2 separate regions of the Triticum aestivum genome follow, and region 2 is linked to region 1. The links are chromatin contacts, called in public Hi-C maps. All regions are on one chromosome and are shown on one strand. Each heading gives the region's core, a stretch centred on a gene start, on an enhancer-like site or on the middle of the called end of the contact. The rest is flanking DNA. Distances are from core to core; before and after follow the strand shown. Region 1 has its middle 96 kb from the start of LOC123111736. Region 2 holds the start of LOC123111736 (transcription factor WRKY19).

Region 1 (7,217 bases), core at 134-2,633:
ACTCCACCACTCGTATATTTACCTGATCAAATGCTGAAAGACAACCAATTCGTAAATTTAGAAAAATGGAACTCTGTTCTGTCCGTTAGGATACAAATCTCCTCAACATATATGTAGATTACGTTTATGGTGTTTACTTGTACGCTAGTAGGATCGTTGCGATAATCGGATGAGTTTCCTTCCCTTCATCTGCCTGGCGCAAGGCAGCTTGCTCTCTTCCCAATGTATCTGAATTTCAGAGAGGAGACACGCAGGTCGCTGTCCTGCCAATCCATCTGAATTTCAGTGAGAAGACACGCAGCTGGCTGTCCTCACAGTCTATCTGAACTTCAGAGAGAAGACATGCAGCTCGCTGTCTTCCGAATCTATCTGAATTTCAGAGAAAAGACAGGCAGCTAGCTAGCAAGGTTCAGCACTACTCTTCCACCTTTTTGACCTGCTCAAACATTCAATACCACTAGTACATACGATACGTGCCGCTTCAGCTGCTACTCCACCACTCATACTAATGTTTACCTGATCAAATGCTGAAAAACAACCAATTCGTAAAGTTTAGTAGATGAAAGTTGAGCAAGAACGTAGGCAGTACACCGTGCGTGGAATGCTGTGGCCGTAACTGGCAGGGCCGTCTAGGTCATGACCGAGCCCCGACCCCTCTGGAAGCAGACACCCGCCTCCTGGGAAATTTACCGGTCATTCATACGGCAGAGCATCTTGCGACACCGGACGGAAAACTCCCAAGGAAAAGAGCGAGCAACACACGGCGCGTGTGTGCTATGTCCCCCATGTGCGCGGCAGGCAGAGGCAGCAGGGGCCGGTCAGGAACAAGACCGCGTCGTGCCACACTACTACTGTACATCCATGGATAATTACTCCATCGAGTCGAGTAAAGGCGACGACACCTTTTCTTGTTGCTGGCTGCGCCCGCGCGTACGCGTACTCTACTCACGCAGGCACAGATGCTGCGTCCATTGGCACGGCCCCACGCGGTGCCCGCCGCGTACTCGCGTCCCAGTCCCGCCGGGGGAGATCGCACGCGGCCAGCCACGCGGGGGTACCCCTCTTTCCTTGTCGCCTTGTCACTTGATTAATCGATGCGTAGTTAGTAGGAAACCTGGGGCGGGGCCAGTTTTCCCTGGGAGGGAGGTGATCGATCGGAAGAAGAAAAGAAAAAAAAGGCTTGTTTGTTCCATTCCATGGTTGCAGTTGACAAGGGAAGGGACCAGTTCGTTTATGATAAGCAAGTTGCTGCTGCCTGCGCGCCCATCGCCACCACCACTTGGCACTCCCCTCCCAATTTGCAGGTAGATAGACAGTGGAGCCAACGGAGGGCGGGGACACCCTACAGGTGTTTAGTGCCATGAGGGAAATAAGCTCGGGAGCTGCGAGTGAGCATCTATGACGCTCGCTCATCACTCTCTGCGGCCGCGTGGGTACATGCATGTATGTGGGGTGGGGTGGGGCCACCCGCAAGTGGACGGGGAATCCCGCGGGAACTGATGTTGTGTCACGCTCACATGGCCTCTCCAGGGTAAACCAATTAGTAATGGGTGTACTACTCCTAAATTAAATATATAGTCCTGGTCACGTTTAGCATAGACAGGGTTGATGATTATGCCATTGTTTCTGAGTTTGTATGATCGTTGATGATCATATCGTGCTCTAGGCTCACGGCCGTTCCACCCCATTCGAATTCCAAAATGTTAGGGGGTGAAAAAAGAATCCTAGAAAACGAGCAAACAGTTTGCGAAAGCCAGTGCACCTTCCAGAGATATAGTATGAGCCACTTATTTAATCTATCTTTTGATCTGAGAAATGCCCCTGTCTTCGGTACTGTACTCCACATGTACCGTATTCTTTTGGCAGTGGCTCCCACCCACTCATATGCTAGTAGTAGTACTAAAGGCTCTCCGTGTCACCTCCGTAGAGTAGAAAACGTGCATGCATGCATTCACACATAATAACTGTTGCCTCTGCTTATCTTTTCTTTGCGTGCAGTCTGTGGTGGGCCTATTTCTCCATGGGTGCTTCCCCTGACCCCTGCCATGTCTGTTGCACACTGCCAGTGGCTCTATTTGTTGCTACAAATTTAGTACACAGCGGAGGGTGGACATTCAAAGACAGTATAGGAACTACCAGGAAGTTTTCAACCGTCAGATGTTTTCACACTATCACCGTGCGCCGTTAAATCCAACACCATTTCAGTTTAATTAATTAGCTTTTTCTTTTTGCGGGGGTTTAATTAATTAGCTTAGCTGCTCTGCTGCTGGACTTAGAGAATAGCTTCAGGAAACAAATATAGCGGCAGGCTCATCAAAACCGCGCATCAGAAATGTTAAACTTGCCAGTAAGGTACGGCAGTGCGTGCGTTGGTACAGTACTGCACATCGTTTAGGTACGGAGGAGATAGAGTATGCCCACCATCATCCATCCATGGATCACCACTTGCTTTCTCTCTCCGACGTCAGTGCTTCTCCCGGCGCTGACGTAAACGCGCAAGGATGCATGAACCTGGTCAGCTTCCACGTTGCTTCGCTTCGCCAATAGCCAATGGCGTGCATGCTAGCTCTGACTTCACCACACATCAGACCCCACTAGTAATTTTAATCCCTCTAGAAACCGGGGGCTTTTAGCACCACGCAAGGGGACGAGACTTGCTTGCTCCCCCGGCGTGTGCTCATCGGTGCTCCCGCATACATGGCTTGTTTTGATTGAAACAAAATAAGATCCGGCCCCACCCCTTTAAAATCAGGGGGGAGATGATTAGATTAGAAAAAAAGAAGAAAAAAAGACAACCGTAAGATGAAGTGGGAGCACGGATGGGAGCATGGGAAGGGAGCAGGCAAGCCGAATCCCACGCAAGGCGCTCCCTTTTCCAATTTCCACGCCCACAAAGCGGCAAAGCGCGCACGAGTGGCTAAATATCAAAATAAAAATGTTTCAACCTACACAGCAGAACAGGACTTTCACTGGGTTCTACTATAGTGACAATAATTCTCAAGTTTATTTTACTGAAGTAACAATGGTACTGAAGACGGAAAATGTACCATGTACCAAGGTAGGAGTATTCTTCTTGCTCAAGACGGAAATTTAGTGCGACAATACCACTTGAAAAGTCCACTGATCCATCGGACCTGAATAACGGCGGGAGAAATGCTTGAGCGCACATGCGCCAACTTTGGGATACAATATTTGTTCTCTCAGGAACCCTTCGTAGTTTTGAGTTTCTGCATGGATAGACAAATATCTCCGTTGGTTGGATCGAAGGCCAGCTGCTACTACTGCGGTTCCTGTTCAAGCATGCAAAGGGGCAAGATGGAATTGGTCAGCATCATGATTTCTCAACAAAATGATAGAATTAGAAATTGGTCAGCATCATGGGCAACTGAGCTTATAAATTCCACATCGATCTCTCCTTTCAGGTCTAAGATTCCTGCAGCGTTGGCAGGGAGTGCCAGCGGCTTAATGGGTCTTGCCAATTTTTGCTAGTGACCCGTTAGTAGTGACTTTGAAATTTTTGCATGCTAATACAAAATAAAAATGGCCAATGTGGATGGTCGGGTACGCGTCTATGTGTATCCCTGGCAAGAAGGGCCAGTGGAGCTGTGGAGCTGTGGAGGTGATGCATGATCACTACCACAGTGCTGATGGGTGTATTCTACCCCATCATTTTCTAAGTTTAACGTTAATATTCTATAAAAACATCTTATGGTATTTCGTTAAATTGCTTATTAATGACAAATTACTCCCCCCCCTCCACCCAAACAACACACTCATCCTCTGGTTCGCTCCACCTCCCGATCTCCTCCGCATCTCGTCTGCCTCCCCTACTGCTGCCGCCGGATCCCGGCGGGCAAAGCCCGTGCAGGGACATGATGGCGACGGCGGAGCGTCCCTCCGTCGCGGCTTGAAGGCTTGGCTATGACGGTGGATCTTGACGGGGCGCCTCGAGACAATGTTGTTAGAGTATTACATATATAGTCATGTAACCTTTCGTATTTGCCCTATTGTATAAGGGGTTTCCTGCATATATTCCACACATGTAGATGTATACATACTAGCCTAACATGGTATTAGAGGTAGGTCAATTTTTTGCACGCCGCAACTCGTGTTGATTGATTCGCCTCGCGTCGCCACTGTCCTCTGTGGCCGCCGCTCCTGTTCCTTGTCGCCGCTGGCTCTCCACGCTTGCTCTTCTCCTCCTGCAGGCCAACGCCAGGCTCCCCCCCCCCCCCCCCGTCGCCCGTGTGCCCTACCGTGTGGATCGATAGGACCAGGCCACTCCCTCTGCTCGAGCTCCCTCCCCTCAAGATCGAGCCAACACCAGTTGCTGATCCCCTCTCCAGATCACGTCGTCAACAACTGTCTTCGTCGAATTCCGCCGCCGTCCTCACCGGATCTCCCTAGATTCTGCCGCCCACGTCTGCAGTCCGCCCCCAGCCGCCGTCCTTGCTGGATCTCCCTGGATTCTGCCGCCCACGTCTGCAGTCCGCCCCTAGCCGCCGTCCTCGCCGGATCTCCCTGGATTCTGCCGCCCCCATCTGCAGTCCGCCATCAGCCGCCGTCCTCGCTGGGTTTCACCGCTACCGGTCCCTCTCCGCTGTTCGCCCCGTTTGCTGGCTGATTCCCGTGCAGTTCTAGTCGCTGCTGCTGCTGCCTGTTGATTCCCAAAAAAGGTGTGATGTCTCTGTCCTTAGGCTATGTCGTTGTTCCTCGTTGTCCGATGATTTTTGATGGTACCAACTACATTGAGTTTGTTGGCTTCATGCGTATTCATATGCGTGGACTTCGTCTTTGGGGTGTTCTTTCTGGGGAGGTCCCCAGTCCGCCGTGTCCAGTTCCTCCTGCGGCTCCTACTCCGCCGACGCCACCGGCTCTTGCTCCCGACGCTAATCAGGCTGCAAAGGAGTCAGCTAAGTTGGCTCATGATGCTGCCGTTCGTGCTTATGATGAGCAAGTTCAGACCTATGAGGACGCGCTTCAGACTTATCATGTTGCTCTGTCTACTTACACTCAGTGGCTTGATGATGATGCTCGTGCTGCAGCTGTTCTCACTAGGCCTCTCTACTGTGTTTGCGATGTGGACCCGGCTTCGTCAGTGCTATCAGCCCTCTGGTGATGCCTTATACCTATCTGTGGTTCGTCAGGAGCATGCTCTTCAACAGGGTGACTCCACTGTTGATGAGTTCTATGCACAGAGTTCTGCTATCTGGCGTCAGCTTGATTCTCTCTGCACTGTTGGTTGTCGTACTTGTTAGTGTTGCCAGGCTGTGCAGGCTGATTTGGAGTTTCATCGTGTCTACAAGTTCTTGTCTCGACTCCGTAAGGAGTTTGAGCCCCGGCGCGCTTAGTTGTTTGCTCGTGGTCGTATCTCCCTCATGGAGGCGCGTTTTGAGATTCGTGCTGAGGAGACTCGCCTACGTGGTGCTGGTCTACTTGAGGTTCCCTCTATGCTCGCTGCTCGAGTTCCTGTTATGTCGCCTGCTGCACCGACTCCATCCTGCTCCAGTGCTCCTCCGCTCTTGCCTACTCCTACGGGTGGCCAGGGTCGGTCTCGTCCTCACTATAGCTACTGCAATATGGATGGTCATGTTGAGTATCAGTGCTTCCAGAAGAAGAAACACCTACGTAAGGCGCGGTCATCAGCTTCAGGGACTTCTTCTTCTACTTCGACATCTTCAACCACTGCCTTGACTAAGCAGGATATTCTGCGACTTAAGTGTCCGTTTGCCGCTTCAGGTTCTCCTTCGACGGTTACTGCAGGTTCTGTGACTGATGCTTCCCGCACTGAGCAACCACCCTCTACACAGTCAGGTACATCCTCGCGGGTTCTGGACTCCGGAGCTTCTTTTTATATGTCTTCTCATTCTTCAAATTTGTCCTCTCTTAAATCGCTTCATTTTCCTGTTCATGTACTCACTGCTGATGGTACTCCTCTTTCTGTTGCTAGTCGAGACAATCTTACCACACCTTCTTACTCCGTTCCCGATGTTTCTCATGTTCCTCAACTTACCATGAATCTTTTTTCTGCTGGTCAACTGTCACATCCCTAGCTGCTGGTAGTGCTCTAGGCTAGCTCATGTGTGCATCATGTTTAAATTCTGAAAATTTGAACTGAGGGAATTTTGGAAGCCTCAAAAACTTAAATAAAAGAGGGGCAAAAACACTAGAAATCTCATTCATTGCTCCAAAATGCTCTTCTTAAATGTTTGATAATTTTTGGTAAGGGTTCTGGTCCCAACCAAAATATTGAACATTTTTAAGGAATTATTTTTGGGACTTTGGATTTAATTCATTAGCTATTTGAATTTGAGTTATATTCATATAATTAGAATATAATTTCAAATACCCTTGAAATATTTTATAAGCTTTTGGAAAAGTCCATCTAGCAATATAAAATATTCAGAGGAGTTTTTGGCATTGTTTGAATTATTTTAAATTCAAAACAGTGGCAAAATAAATTAAATAAAATAAACAGAACAGAAAAATAAAGAGCAGAAGCCTACCTGGCGCTTACCTGTCCAGCCCAGCCGGCCCAGCTCCTCCCGCTGGCCCAGCCCACCGCCGCCTCCCTCCCCTGTCGTCTTCCTCCCTGCCAGGAGGACGGGCACGCGCCCGGCGCGCGCGGCCACGCGCCCCGGCCACCTCCTGCTTCCCGGCCACCTCCTGCTTCCCCCCGGCCTCCCTAGCGACACCACGACGAGGCCTCGTGTCCCCTCGCTCCTCTTCCTCCCCCGCTGCATCCCCTCTCTCCTCTGCTCCCTCTCTCTCGCCCGAACCCGAACGCAGCCATCGCCGCCGACTAGAACCACCGCGGCCACAGGCCGTCCCTCGCCTCGCCGACGTGTCCATGGCCTCCGCCTCGACGCCCTCATCCTCCCCGTCGACTCACTCGACGCCGGACGCCCCAAAACACCGTCAGCGGTCTTTTCTTCATCGCCGGCCGCCGCGGATCCCCATCGTCGACTCGTCGCCGTCCGGCCTTCCCCGAGCCCGCTTCGACATCTGCTGCAACCGCCGTGAGCCACCGAACCTTTTCCCCCTCTCCGTTCTCGCTCTCGTGCGCCGTAGCCGCCACACCTTGCTCGCCCGTACGCGCCGCCGCCTGTGACCGCCGCCGACGAGTCTCCGGCCACCTAGCGGTCCGGCCGTCGTGCTCAACTCCCTTCCCGCGCCACGTAGAGCACATAGGTGCCCCGCACGAGTCTCCCCGGCCA
Region 2 (6,343 bases), core at 29-2,528, 98 kb after region 1:
TTGCATGCTCTTGTGGCGAAAGATCCGGGCATTCCTTTCATTCCAGTACCAAATAGTCAAACCAATGAGCATTGTAAGAGATGCCACGACCTTCCTATTGGCCGGGGGGGTGCTTCGGCCGGATGCTTGATCCACCACTCGTTGATGGATCTTTTGAAATGCCAAGTGGTAGTGTCAAAGCCATCGAGATGGAGCCTATCATTTATCAAGTTCCAAAGACGGATTGTGTAGCGACACTTAAAGAAGGGGTGCACACCTTATTCTTGCACTTGCTTACATAAGGGGCAAGGACCGTAACTTGGCCATCCGCGTTTGGCTAAATTATCAGCGGTTCAAATCCTATCTTGAGTGGCCAACCATGCAAAGACATGACCTCGGGAGGGGCCCAAGTGTGCTCTATAGGGGAGTAGAATGTTCCTATAAATTCCATCGTGTAGACGGTAGCCACGGAGTAAGCACCACTAGAAGTGTGCTTCCAAACAATATCATCTTAAGCATGGGCGTCAAAAGTGGAAGTCGCAAAGGATGGTCCAAAGAGCCACAAACTGGCGGGTGTGCTCTAAGGAGGAGTTAACGGTAATCTTTATTTTTGGAACCCAAGCGTCCTCATTGAGAGCCTCATTCACCTTCCAATTTTTTTTATTTTTTTTCTCGTGGATGCGTAGAAGATGAGAGGTGCGATCTCCTTTGGTTTCGGTTATTGATCCAAGGTGCCTACTAGAATGGAGTTTTAGCTTCACCTTCAATGGTGATGTTGGTGCTGGCATAGAAAAGGTCAAAGTCATGTTCATCACATGGGTTGTCCATGCAAACCCAAAATTTTGATGTTTCTTTCCATTCAAACTATGGTCATCAAAGTCTCAAAGAATGCACAAACTTTGCAGTGTTGAGCACCTGGATCCTCATGTTCATAAGGCCGACACACCATATCTAAATTTACATTGCATTTCATCCCGATAGTCTTGTCCGATTCAGACAAAAAAAAGCTTGCTCAAGCTTGTTGGTGTTGCTAACCTTTTCATACTCCAGTTGTTTATATCACTTATGACTCGTAAGTGATATAAACAACTGGATTATAAAAAGTGTCATAAGCTGAAGGTTCCTGCATGTAAGATTGTATGCTAACGGTAGAGATCCGTTAGCTTCAAGTTTGCAACCCGACCCGGCAAGGGATTGGCCAATCAAATCACAGTCTCTACTAAGCCCGCCGGTCAAAAATACTGTTCAGTTTGTTCACTTTAACCCATCGCGGTTTGCTGGCCATTATATAAGACCGCCTCCTTTCGCTTCACTCACCATCTCATCTCAACTCTCCGATCACATCTCGATTTTTCCTCTTCTACACAGACACACACACACACTCGCTGCGCAATTCGTTTCTGGGACAGAGACTTCCGCAGCGGCAAGAAAATTAGCAGCGCAGAGCGATGGAGAGCGTGGATGAAAATGGAGGAAGCCGCCTTGTGGTGACCGAGCTGGGCTACATCAAGGAGCTGGTGAGGCAGCTGGACGTGAACCTGGGAGGCTGCCCCGACCACTGCAAGCGCCTGGCCGCCCAGATCTTCGCTGTGACCGAGAGGTCCATCGGCATGATCAGGTCCGGGCACTTCGACAGCCGGAAGCGCTCCGCCGCCGGCCTCGACTCGCCGCCGTTCTCCGCGACGCCCAGCCCCCTGAGCGACGTTTCGGGCATGCCTTTCCATACCAACAACAAGAAGAGGTGCATACTTTATGAAACTATTCGATCTTGTCACGATTAATTGATGAATAGTCAGTCGTATTTTGGATCTTTTTAGTGTAGATTTTTAAGTGCCTTCTTTCTTCTTGGATTTGCAGGAAAACAATGGAGAAACGGAAGCATCAGGTCAGGGTGAGCTCGGAGGGAGGAGGAGCAGAGACCCCAGTCGACGACGGCCACAGCTGGAGGAAGTACGGCCAGAAGGACATTCTTGGAGCCAAGCACCCAAGGTTGGTAGTAGTAATTTTCTTTTGGTACATCCGCACATGTTTAAATTACACGAGTGGCAAGTGGCTCCACAATCATCCGCTTTCGCTTTCTGTGAGGTCACGGGGATTTTTACTTTTGGATTTGGGCACTGGTTCTTCTTCGAGGTGTTCTTTTCAGGTGGTGAATCTTGCAGCCTTTCCACTGTTGCCAATTATTCGGCATCCACTAGTCAGATAGTAGTACACCTGTTGCATCCGATTGAACCGCTCCAGAGGAATTGTGTTCGCCGTCCCTGACCTGAACTGTGCAACACTGCAGGGGGTACTACCGCTGCACGCACCGCAAGTCCCAGGGATGCGCGGCGACCAAGCAGGTGCAGCGCGCCGACGAGGACCCGGCGCTCTTCGACGTGATCTACCACGGCGAGCACACCTGCGTTCATAAGACGGTGGCGGCCGCGGCGGCCATGGTGCAGCCGGCGGAGGAGAACCCGGACGCGCGTAGGCATCTGCAGAACCTGAGCACGAGCCTGACGGTGAACACCGAGGGGCTCACGGCGGGTCATCAGGGCTGCAGCACCACCACGTCCTTCTGCTTCTCCTCGCAGGCGGCGGGCGTGCTGACGATGCCGCAAGAGCACTACCCGTTCTCCATGCCGTCGACGCCGGAGAACTGCTTTGGGCAAGGCGCGTCGCTGTCGACGTCCCTTGAGCCCTCGCCGGTGACCTCGGACTCGAACCGCTTCTCCATGAGCCCGTTCCAGGCGGAGTGGAGGGCGCGGTCTGAGTACGACGAGGTGGTGTCCGCGCTCGTAGCAGCGGGGACGATGCCGGCGCTCACCATGGAGATGGAGGAGGAGACCGCCTTCTCGCTGGACGAGTTTGAGTTTGACGTTTCTTGCTTCCTTGCATGAGATGATGGTAAAAAAAAACAGGAAAAGAAACGGGACTGTAGGTATTAGAGGTATCACCCGCTCAGCTCTGATTTTGGTTAGCGACAGAGGAAGAATAACAACAAATAAGTTCTTCATGGGTCAGTGTGGGTGTTTGTGTAAGCTTTAGGAGATGAGATTAGCTCCTTTTTTTTCGCAAAAAAAAAAGAGATTAGCTCCTTTTCTTCATATTCTTTTAATTTATTTTTATTCCAGAGATTTTTCTTCTAAATTCAGCTACTAGTAGTTCCCAAGAAGGGTGGCAAAAACAAATTGTAAGCAATGCGTATTCCTCCACCTGATTTTTTTTTGCCACCCAATCCTAATGTGCGTGTTTTGCTCCGCCACAAAAAGTTGCTTAAACTTTGGACGAAAATCGTAAATGAACACCATGCTTAAAAAAAGCCTTCCAAAAATTGGTGAGAGTGCACGTTTTTTTTGTTGAACCATGCAGGAGAATTGCATATATTTTGATAAGAGAAAAGAGATTACACACCGAAGATGACACAACCTATACATCATCAAAAATGGTACGACGAAAACAACCCGACGATCCTTACATCGCCGAATATGGCACGACCCCAAGTCCCCAAGTACACCATGACCCAAGCAACAATTTGCAACATGAGGACAGAACCAACTCCAAACCAAACTACAATGAGAGCACTCAAGCGACCTAGGCAGAGAGCAAATCGTTGAACTACGTCCAAGTGAAGGGCCTCGTCGACATCAGGAGCTTGCAACTAAAACCACAAACAACCGACCACAACCACAACAAAGGGACACAAATATCACAGGGGCACCACCCAAGGACCAAGAGCACGACAAGCCCGGCGAAGCCACCACTGCACGAGTAGGGGCAACAATAGGATCCATAGCATAAAGAGCTTCGAGAAGGAGGACCACTGACGTACGAGGGTAGGATGGCACTCCAACTGGCAACACCAAAGCCAACCAAAGAAGGAAACAACGATATAGGGGAAGGGGATTTACCCCAGGAGATGGATGTGACAAGCAGGGAATGACGAGGATCAGCCACCCAAACAAATGAGGACCGACGAGGAGATGCACAAGCTTTAGTGGCACAACCCGTTGATCTATCGGAGTGGACCACAAATCTGATGGGGCGGCACCCAGATCTGGCCAAAGGAGCATGGGAATCCCAAGGGAAGGGGGGCAAGAGATTTCGGATGGCCGCAACCTCGGCTCGCAGAAGGAGCCACCATCACACGAGGATCCACCAAGCACACCTCCAAATGACAGCTGATAAAGGCAGCATACCACATCCAAAGAGCGACCAAGAAATATTTGTCTCTTAAGATTCTTTACCACAGAAACATGATTCTAAAGAAGTAATTTACACACATCGGCCAACACTCTTGCTCAATAGAATTTGCCAGGAAACTCATTTTATTCCACATAAGCTGATTCTAGTTTGCCTACTTTTCCCGCAAGGGACTTGACTGTTGGGGAACATTGCATGAAAAAATATTATGCACACGCAAGATCTATCCATGGAGATGCATAGCTACAAGAGGGGGCGAGCATCTACATACCCTTGTAGATCGCTAAGCGGAAGCGTTTATCAACGCGGTTGATGTAGTCGTACACCTTCACGATCCGTTCTGATCAAGCACCGAACGCATGGCACATGCGTTCAGTACACGTTCAGCTCGATGATGTCCTCGCCTTCTTGATCTAGCAAAAGTGGCGCGAGGTAGTAGATGAGTTCCGGTAGCACGACGACGTGATGGAGATGGTGGTGAAGTTATTTCCATAGGGCTTTGCCAAGCACAACGGTTTTGGACGGAGGATGAACTAAAGGGGGAGGGGGCGCCGACACACGGCTTCGGATTTGTGGTCAGTCGCGCCCCCTCTCCTCCTCACACATACTCCCTTCGTCCGAAAAAACTTGTCATCAAAATGGATAAAAAGGGATGTATCTAGGACTAATATATATCTAGATACATCCTCTTTTATTCGTTTCAATGACAAGTATTTCCGTACGGAGGTAGTATATAGGTGGAGGGGGAAAGGGAGGTGATACGTCCCCAACGTATCTATAATTTTTTATTGTTCCATGCTATTATATTGTCTGTTTTGGATGTTTTATATCCATTTATATGCTATTTTATATTATATTTGGGACTAACCAATTAACCTAGAGCCTAGTACCAGTTTCTGTTTTTCCTTATTTTTGAGTTTTACAGAAAAGGAATACCAAACGGAGTCCAAATGAAATAAAACTTTCGCCATGATTTTTCTTGGACTAGAAGACATCCATGGAGCTTGGAGAAGGGGCCAGAAGATTCCCGAGGAGGCCACAAGCCTCCCCCTCGGGAGTCCTCCAACCCTAATCTTTGCACTATAAATTTCCAAATATTCCCAAACCATTAGAGGCATCCACCAAAATACTTTTGTGCCTCCGCAAGCCTCTGTTCCCATGAGATCCCATCTTGGGGCCTTTTCCGATGATCTGCCGGAGAGGGATCCGATCACGGAGGGCCTCTACACCAACATTGTTGCCTTACTGATGATGTGTGAGTAGTTTACCACAGACCTACGAGCCCATAGCTAGTATCTAGATGGTTTCTTCTCTCTCTTTGATCTTCAATACAATGTTGTCCTCGATGTTCTTGGAGATCTATTCGATGTAATACTTTTTTGCGGTGTGTTTATTGAGATCCTATGAATTGTGGATTTATGAACATATTATCTATGAATATTATTTGAGTCTTCTCTAAACTCTTTTATGCATGACTGAGATATCTTTGTATTTCTCTTCGAACTATCGATTTGGTCTGGCCAACTAGATTGGTTTTTCTTGCAATGGGAGAGGTGCTTAGTTTTGGGTTCAATCTTGCGGTGTCCTCACCCAGTGACATAGCAGGGGTAGCGAGGCACGTATTGTATTGTTGCCATCAAGGATAAAAAGATGGGATTTGTATCATATTGCTTTAGTTTATCCCTCTACATCATGTCATCTTACTTAAGGCGTTACTCCATTCTTATGAACTTAATACTCTAGATGCATGCTGGATAACGGTCGATGTGTGGAGTAATAGTACTAGATGCAGGAAGGACTTTGTCTACTTATCACAGGCGTGATGCCTATATTCATGACCATTGCCTTAGATATCGTCATAACTTTGCGATTTTCTATCAATTGCTCAACAGTAATTTGTTTACCCACTGTATGCTTTCTTCAAGAGAGAAGCCTCTAGTGAAACCTACGGCCCCATGGTCTATTTTCCATCATATATTTTCAGACCTATAAACCAAAAAAACCAAAATACCTTGCTGCAATTTATTTACTTTTACTTTGTTTTACGTTTTAGTAATCTTTTATATCCATCTCTATTAGATCTCATCCTTCCAAGTGACCCTGAAGGGATTGACAACCCCTTTATCGCGTTGGGTGCAAGTGTTTGATTGTTTGTGCAGGTGCATAGATTGGAGACTTG

Evidence for each region. A called contact is a pair of places that touch in the nucleus more often than the background predicts.
Region 2: a contact with region 1 is called in a Hi-C map of leaf, with 4 times the contacts expected there. The contact joins the promoter of LOC123111736 here to the enhancer-like site in region 1. A contact is called at or near these places in 2 of 5 Hi-C or Micro-C datasets (both in leaf) and 1 of 1 datasets of contacts at active chromatin or transcription factors (leaf).

The regions. Positions count from the first base shown.
Region 1 is chr5B:337,584,573-337,591,789 of IWGSC CS RefSeq v2.1, forward strand. No RefSeq gene overlaps it. Among protein-coding and RNA genes, the nearest start is that of LOC123111736, 96 kb to the right of the region's middle. Within about 2 kb of position 1,384, at least 7 of the 8 cell types and tissues checked have an H3K27ac peak or open chromatin away from gene starts, as enhancers often do. A contact at or near this core is called in leaf, where this site is marked.
Region 2 is chr5B:337,683,027-337,689,369 of IWGSC CS RefSeq v2.1, forward strand. LOC123111736 (transcription factor WRKY19) reads left to right here and starts at 1,279. Exons shown (of 3, transcript XM_044532587.1): 1 at 1,279-1,720; 2 at 1,837-1,968; 3 at 2,267-3,255. The coding sequence starts at 1,428. The coding sequence ends at 2,861.